Regions from separate parts of the Anser cygnoides genome. Here region 1 is linked to region 2. The links are chromatin contacts, called in public Hi-C maps. All regions are on one chromosome and are shown on one strand. The core of a region is the stretch at or near the end of the contact, and the rest is flanking DNA. Distances in the headings are between cores, read along the strand shown.

The links. A called contact is a pair of places that touch in the nucleus more often than the background predicts.
Region 1: a contact with region 2 is called in a Hi-C map of liver, with 2.1 times the contacts expected there. The contact joins two enhancer-like sites. A contact is called at or near these places in 2 of 7 Hi-C or Micro-C datasets (granulosa cells and liver).

The regions. Positions count from the first base shown.
Region 1 is chr18:7,724,628-7,728,176 of Taihu_goose_T2T_genome, reverse strand. All of the region lies in intron 9 of SMG6 (SMG6 nonsense mediated mRNA decay factor), which reads left to right. Among named protein-coding and RNA genes, the nearest start is that of SMG6, 16 kb to the left of the region's middle. Within about 2 kb of position 1,621, at least 2 of the 3 cell types and tissues checked have open chromatin away from gene starts, as enhancers often do. A contact at or near this core is called in liver, where this site is marked.
Region 2 is chr18:7,533,540-7,537,260 of Taihu_goose_T2T_genome, reverse strand. It overlaps RPA1 (replication protein A1), which reads right to left. Exons shown (of 17, transcript XM_048067959.2): 12 at 3,393-3,541; 13 at 2,047-2,179; 14 at 844-1,020. Among named protein-coding and RNA genes, the nearest start is that of RPA1, 16 kb to the right of the region's middle. Within about 2 kb of position 1,505, at least 1 of the 3 cell types and tissues checked has open chromatin away from gene starts, as enhancers often do. A contact at or near this core is called in liver, where this site is marked.

The sequences.
Region 1 (3,549 bases), core at 372-2,871, 190 kb before region 2:
GAATAATCCCTGCTGGCAGGAGTACAGGGCTCCGCGTGCGGCCCGTGGCGTCAGGTGGGCAGAGCGCTCACAGAGGGCCATTTTAGGAGCCTCTGGGGTGGAAGACAAGTCCGAGCAGCCAGGGGTTCGTGCTCCCGCTTTAGCTGGGCAGCCCGAAAGCCTGGCGGTGCCGTGGAGCAGGCTCTGCACTCGCCACCCGCTGCCTGCCTTCCCCTCGCTGCTGCTCCCGCGCAGGGTCACCCTTCAGGCTGCTGCTGCTGATGCCCTGGGAGCTCCCAGCCCTGTGCTAACTCTTGCCTGCTTTTATTTTACACCCAACGTTGTGCTCCCGTGCAGAGGGCGGAGGGGACGGAGGCCACGAGCCCGGCAGTGCCTGGAGATGCCCAGCGGCCGGGCTGCCCGCCGAAGCCGCTTCTCACGCCTGTCCCACATCTGAGCCGAGCCCGAGCGGTGGCGTAGGTGCGTCCCCAAAAGGGGGGGGGACACGGGAAGCGAGGGAGTGCCCCCTCGGCCTCTCTCGGCGCAGGAGAGCGACACGAGGTCTTGCAGAGGGCCTTGGGGCAGGCTGCCTGTCGGCGCCTTGCCGCAGGAAGGCGGCTGCTGTTAAGTGAGGAAGTTTGTCTCCTCCACGCTTAGGTGCTCTCTAGTATTTGACGCGAGCGATCCTCTCTGTGGGCTGGCGCGGTGCGGCCTGCCCTGGCCGTCAGGGGAAGGCAGTGCTTCCCCTCCAGCCTGCCGCTCTGCTCTCGTACCTCTGCCGTGCTGCAGCCCTCTGCTGAGCCTCCCCCGTGGCACAAAAAGGAGAGGGAGGCTCTTTGGGGCCAGAACAGCAAGCGCTGGCAGCCAGCTGAAGGCTGCCCCTCCTCATTCCTCTCCTTTGCCCACCACCCACGTGCAAAAGCAGCATGAGTTGTCGAGTCCTTAATTTTCAGGCCCAGAGCGGTGCTTGAGAGGGAGAAACGTGGAGTTCCCTCTGCCCTGCCCGGGCAGCCTCCTGCCCTCACCCCCGCAAGCTCGCAGGAAGCAGTTTGGTTTGGTTACTCATTCATGGAGGTCAGGACTGGGTCTGGGTTTTTTTTTCCCCTTTGTGTTTAGGAAACGGTTTACAAACTGTTTTGAGCACGGGGGAGCTGGTAGCGTGCGAAAGAGGCTTCTCAGGCTCTTTGCTGCTGGACTCGCGTTAATTCTCTGCCCTGCCTCCTTTTCTGTAATCTCTTTCTCGGTTGGCAGCGTGAGTATTTCTGAGTGCTTTCCCCAGGCTGCAAACCCTCCGCCTCCTGATCTGACCTCGGTCACCAAACCACCTCGGGGCTTTATTTTTACTCTAGCCGTTTGGTTTCGCGCGGTAAGGTTGGTTTCTTTCCCCCAGCAGTGAGAAGCCTCCTCTGCGGAGGAAGTAAAAGAGTGCCAGGCTGCAGTTGAAGCTGGTTAAACACCAAAACCACACTCCTAGCCTCTCTGGGCTTGAGACGTGACATTCAGCCATGCAGCTAGCGCTGCCTTTTGTGCCTGCTGCCAGTTGTGCACCCTCCCTGCTCGCGCTGAACTTCTAAAAAACTGTTCTTTTTTATTTTTTTTTAACTTCAAAACAGCGGTAAGAATCCTCAGCTGCAGTTCAGGCACTAGCAATCCGCCCAGAAACGCTGTAGCACGCTGCTGGGGCTCGTGATCCCCCGTGGACGCTCAGCACCGCTCTGCTGAGGCCTCCCCGAGCTCGGTACAGCTCAGGGAGCCTGCTGGCTGAGGCAGCGCGTGCACGCATGGCGTGTAGAACCCACATGTTGCTTTCCAGCACAGCTTGACCTTTTGTCACTACCCAGAAAGCGAAGGCTTAAGCTCTCGGTAAGAGTTTCCAGAAGTTGGTGTTGACTTTTAATTTATTTTTTTTTTTAATTTTTCTTAATTTTATTTTTAGACCGTGTTGGCGGTTTTATTTAACTGCGAAGGACAAGGCAGGGCCTAACGTTACTTGAAGGGGAGAAACACCGACATCGGTCTCCTTCCGGTAACGAGCATCTGGTGCTAATGTGTGCTGGTGGATCGGAGGTGGGAGCGCTACGAGGACATCAAGGGCCTCGTGCCTGTGCGAGAGGCTCCGCTACATCCCAGCGCTCCCGGAGAGGCTGCGGACGGGGTGGGGGCAAGGCTGCGAGTTCCAACAAGCCTCTCATGCTCTAAACCCAAGTACAATCATCCAGAAACCGCCTTCCCCTGTCGCTCGCTCTTTTCCTCATTTCCTCTCCTGCTGGTGCTGATCAGCCGGGGATTTGTGTGTAACCAAACCCCTCCCGCTGCCGCACGTGAGGCCTCGCTCGTGGCAGCGGGTCCGATGGGCCCGGCGCTGCGGAGCGCTGTCGGGCGGGGAGGGTTTGCGCTTCAGATGAGAATACTGCAGGAATTGGCAGCGCTGGTAGAGGAAGTAAAACGTCTAACAGCAGGACTGGGAAATTTCCCAGAGCAGGGCGAAGCCTGTCAGACGGTGATTGCTCTTGAGCTTTTTTTTTTGTTGTTTGTTGTTGGTCTAACCTTGATCTCTGTCTGCAGTTGGCCCGCTCCCACCTTTTCTGCCGTCTGTTGAACGCTTTTTGGGATGGCACCTCGTATTCCGCAGCCAAAACCCTTTATTTCTGCCACGGGGAATATTTATTTCTTTCCACTGTTGAATGAGCCACTTCCAGCCAGGCTTCGTATCCACTGTGGAGGTGGGTATTAGGAAAGAAACTTCCTTCCGGAGGATCAGGGAGTGGAACCTGCTGGAATCTGTGTCATTTCCTCTGTCCTTGGCTCTGCTCTTCCTCCCCAGCAGACCTCAGTGCTGCGTGGCGCACGGCGGAGACGAAGATGCCTTCGTGCCCCGGGTGAAACCACCCAGGTAGGAGCGAAGGCTCCGGAAGAGCTCCCCAGGCAGCGCCCTGCCCGCGCGTGGGCAGCCAGCTGCAGCGGTGGGAGCCGCGCGGAGCGCTGGCCGCCTCTCGCTGCCCTCTGCCCCGCCGGTGGACGCAGCTTGGGAGAGCAGGAGTGCGAAGAGCAGCCTGTGATAATGCTGTCAGCCTTCTGGAAGGCTCGGCCTCCGCTCAGCCTGTTGTCCAAACGTCTCCTCTGCCGGCCTCGTTCCTTCCTAAGCCTTTTTGGGTTAGATCTCTCCTGTCCTCACCTTTCTGAATTTCTCCTGTCGTCTCCCTCCTTCGTGCTTGACCCCACAGATGATCTGCTCTGGAATAGCGGAGAACGCTGACGACACCCCGAGCTACGTTAAGGGAAGATCTCTTACAAACAGGGCTCAGCACACGTCCCTTGGTGTCACGTTTTTATTGCAGATGCTGGTTTCTTCCTGGCACGCTGTGCGTGTTTGAGCATAAGCTGCTTTTTGCTGGGGCTTCAGCACGCAGCCTGCCCCTTACCTGCTGGACGAAGCACGGCCCTGCCCGGGTCATCTCTCAGTGCTTAACCAGATGCAGCCTTCAAGAGCTGAGCTTGTATCCTAAATGACCTGCAGCACCGGAGCCAACTTGTGAAACATTTAGTGTTGAAAGTGAACTTGATATCTCA
Region 2 (3,721 bases), core at 256-2,755:
GACAACTACCAAAACGTTCAAGGACAAGACAGAGCAGTAAACAGATCAAGCACTAGCCTCGTATATGAGGCTGCTATTGACAATTTGGAATGTGAAAATAGGAGACAAACTCTTCTGAAGGCCACGATTGTAACTTTAGTATTGCCTTTATATTCTCTGAGAAGGGCTCTGCTATGTTAAGTAGTGCGTGTGTTCCTAGAAGTTATCTGCTAGAAATTATTCAGAAGCAGTGTATGTTTTAGTGAGATTGCAGGGATAGTTCCCCTTTCTCTGCATGCCCACCTGGCACAGCATTTCTAAGAAGCAGCTACAACTCTAATTTATAATGTAAAACAGAAAAAGGTTCAATGCTTATGGGATAAGCGGGCATCACAATAATCCTCAGACAGCTCTCTGAAGCCTGCTCCATTAAAGCATGAGACAGAACAATACCTACAAAAAAATGTACTAAATATAGGTAGCAGCTGTAAAAGTGCAATTACTGCTCTCCAGAAATGCCATTTTACTTCAGTTTATCTTCACTACTGAAGAGGCGTAGGCCATCTGTACTCTGCACTGCATAGTACACTTGGAAACCAGAATCAACTCAGCTAGCATCAACTTTTTGGCAAAGAGAAAAGCTTTTAATTGGAGCACTAGGAAAACAAACTGCTAATCAGCTCAATGAAACATTCCTCACCTAGGTACAGCATACAAGCCATTTAAATATCCTCTAATCCATAGGCACTTTATAGACAGACAAACAGCACTCTAAGACCCCGTTGTCTCAAAACATTTCAACTTGGACTGTCCGGGGAAAGCAGTCAACGAGAAGCACTGGTCTCCTCTAGTCCACGTACTTACCAGAAGCATCATGCGGTACTTGAAATTGGGGAATTCACGATCACACTTTTCACAACGATACAGTCCATTCTGTTGGTCTATCACTTTCTTATTGCAATCCTGAGAGGGACAGGCCTGGTACATACAGTTCTCTTTGCGCAGATGTACTACTGTGCCCACACAGCTAAAATAATCCGCCTAGGAGAGTGAGTGTGCAACATTAGCCTCAAAACACTCAAATGTTTTCCAATTCTGAATTAACTACAAAGCAAGGCACCCATACTTGGATATTTAAGATTAGAAAGCTTAACAGCTATGGATTATTGGGAAACTGTAAATCAACCCCTCTGTTGCAATCATTTCCAGGTTTCCATTATGTTAAACAAAGTCTCTACAGCAAGATTATTTTGTGTTTCCATTGCGGGAAACTCTGATTGCTAGGTTTTCTTCAGATAAAGCATATTTGCTTTTCCATTGTGTCCGTTCAAATCTCTACTTTTTCACAGGATTAAGATTCTGCACTTTCCTGTGCTTCTTTTGGGAGTCAGTACAAAAACCAGAAAGCCTACTGTGTAGTATTGCAGATAAGCGTTTGATTAAACTATAGCCCACAGAACAAAAATACCCACTCGCCACGGAAAAATAATCATCCTAATGGTTTAAGACCACAGTCAAGCCTTTCAACAGATCAACAGAGGTTGATTAAGAAGCATGTGCAAGAAATGTCACAGAAAACAGCTGAATTACAGGTAAAGTTTTGTCCTTAGATAAAAGTTCTTCTGCATCCTGAAAGGCTTAGCACTTAAGTTTGAAAAACAAAAATGTTTTTAAACAAGTCAAGGAGCAGTTTAAGCCTAGAGAGGCTACTGAACTGGAATGCCAGAGCGGTGAGTCTTATTCCTAGCTTTTCTACTGAACAAGCGTGCACCCTTGAAAACCACTTCCTCTTAATGCACCTGTTCCTCCTGTAATACTTCGTGCTATTTATATGTTTGCAAAGATGCAAATATCTTTGGGGTAGACTATTTTTTACTATTTACGCAAGGCTTAGAATTCTCTTGCAAACAAAGGATCATGTTGCAACATCAGCAATGAACTTGGATTCTGCTCTTAAAAAACAGTTACAGAGTAAGCACATATTGCTCAACAACGTGACAGTCCCAATAAGCTTTTTGTTACCCCCTCTCCAATACACAATGCTTGCATTCAGCTGCCATGCTCTACCTTATCTCCTTGTCCCAAGTTCTCAGCTTTGGCTTCAAACAAAGTTTTCCAGTTGGTGTTCACCCCAGATGCTGATCCACCTCTTACATCAGAGATCGAGGAGCATTCCAGAAGCTGCCCCTCGGAGTCAAACCTGGAACCACAAAGATGCGCTTCTATTTTTGGGTAGCAGACCATGCAGACTTATCAAAAGCTTACGTTTAGTTTCATGTACTTAATACGTGAGGGATTTTTTTTTCTTTTGTAAAAATCAATGATTGCAAAGGAAACAATTACAGTAATTTGTGTATATTGCAAACAAAAATAGCATTTCAGAATAAGTTAATACTCTGACTTAATTAGCACTGTATTTTATAAACCCACAAAAGGAGGACAGCTTTGTTCTATATAACTGCAATTTGTTTGCCAGCTAGTGGTCAAACCACGCACTGCACGCTTCTTTAAGGCAGGCAGATAACAAGATTTAAGGGCATCAAGATATTTCCATAATTAAAATTAAATTACACGGTACCATTATCTTTGCAGCAGCTTCAAAAGAAAAAAGCAAATAGCATTGAACAAATTATGCCTCCTGTGTTAAAGTAAGAAAGCACTCCTTTTCAGAAAAAGATTGTACTATCATCCCATTCCGGCGTTTTTTGTGATTTAAGAAACACACCAAAAGGACTCAGAAACTGAGCATAATTAAAATATGACAGCAATAGCTAAGACCCACAATCAATTTCATCTTCAACAACCCTCTGAAGTACTGAAGCACTGCTCAATCTGACAAATGGAGAATGCTAACACAAACGTTTTATCCGCGTTTGAAGGATTTAGCCAGAACGCGAACCCAGGATTCACAAAACCCGATGCTGTAGGGACTTCACCCCATTAGCACATACACCACGTCTCACTGTGCTAGTAGCTACAGCGGACAATTTAGCAACTACCTACACCAGAAGCAGTAATGAAGCACTAAGAAGTCATTTTGTTTTCCTGACAACAGCAAAACTATCCGAAACTATTTTGCTATCTGAAAAATATCTGATAAGGAAGAGACACTGTAAGAAGTCAACAGTTCCTCCAGTACATACTAACAGAGTATGCATCAGATTCCATAAAGTGGAAAAACCCTACTATAAATAAATAAATAAATACTGTTCTCTCAGCTAGTCACTCAAAGTAGAGTTGGTCAAAGTCTGATTTCATGCTGCCTTGCAAGGCTTTGGGTCAGCACGCACTACTCCTATGGAACCCATACTGTCTGCTCCCCTTCCTCAGTACTTTACAGGCTGCTCAAATATAGACAATAAAATGAATACTTCACAGCAGGCTGAAATGAATCAACACAAACACAGTCATACCATCCTCGAAGCTTAAAAGCCTCTGGGGTATCAGGGTTGACGACAACTGTACTCGACGACAGGACAGAAAGGCTTCTACCACCAAAATCAGAGACTCGGGCTCCTCTGATGGCTACCACAGGTTGTCTAGAACCATCAAACGTCTCAGCCTGCGTGTACAGAAAAAAAAAGAAAGAGTAAGCACACTACAATAGAGATACTGAACTTCTGGTCATAATTCATGGATCATGACAAAAGACAAGATCTAAATCAAACTATCTTACCATATTTGGGAGGTATGGTTTTCAAAAAATATCACTAGAAATTTATGAAAAGGCAGCTAACAATCC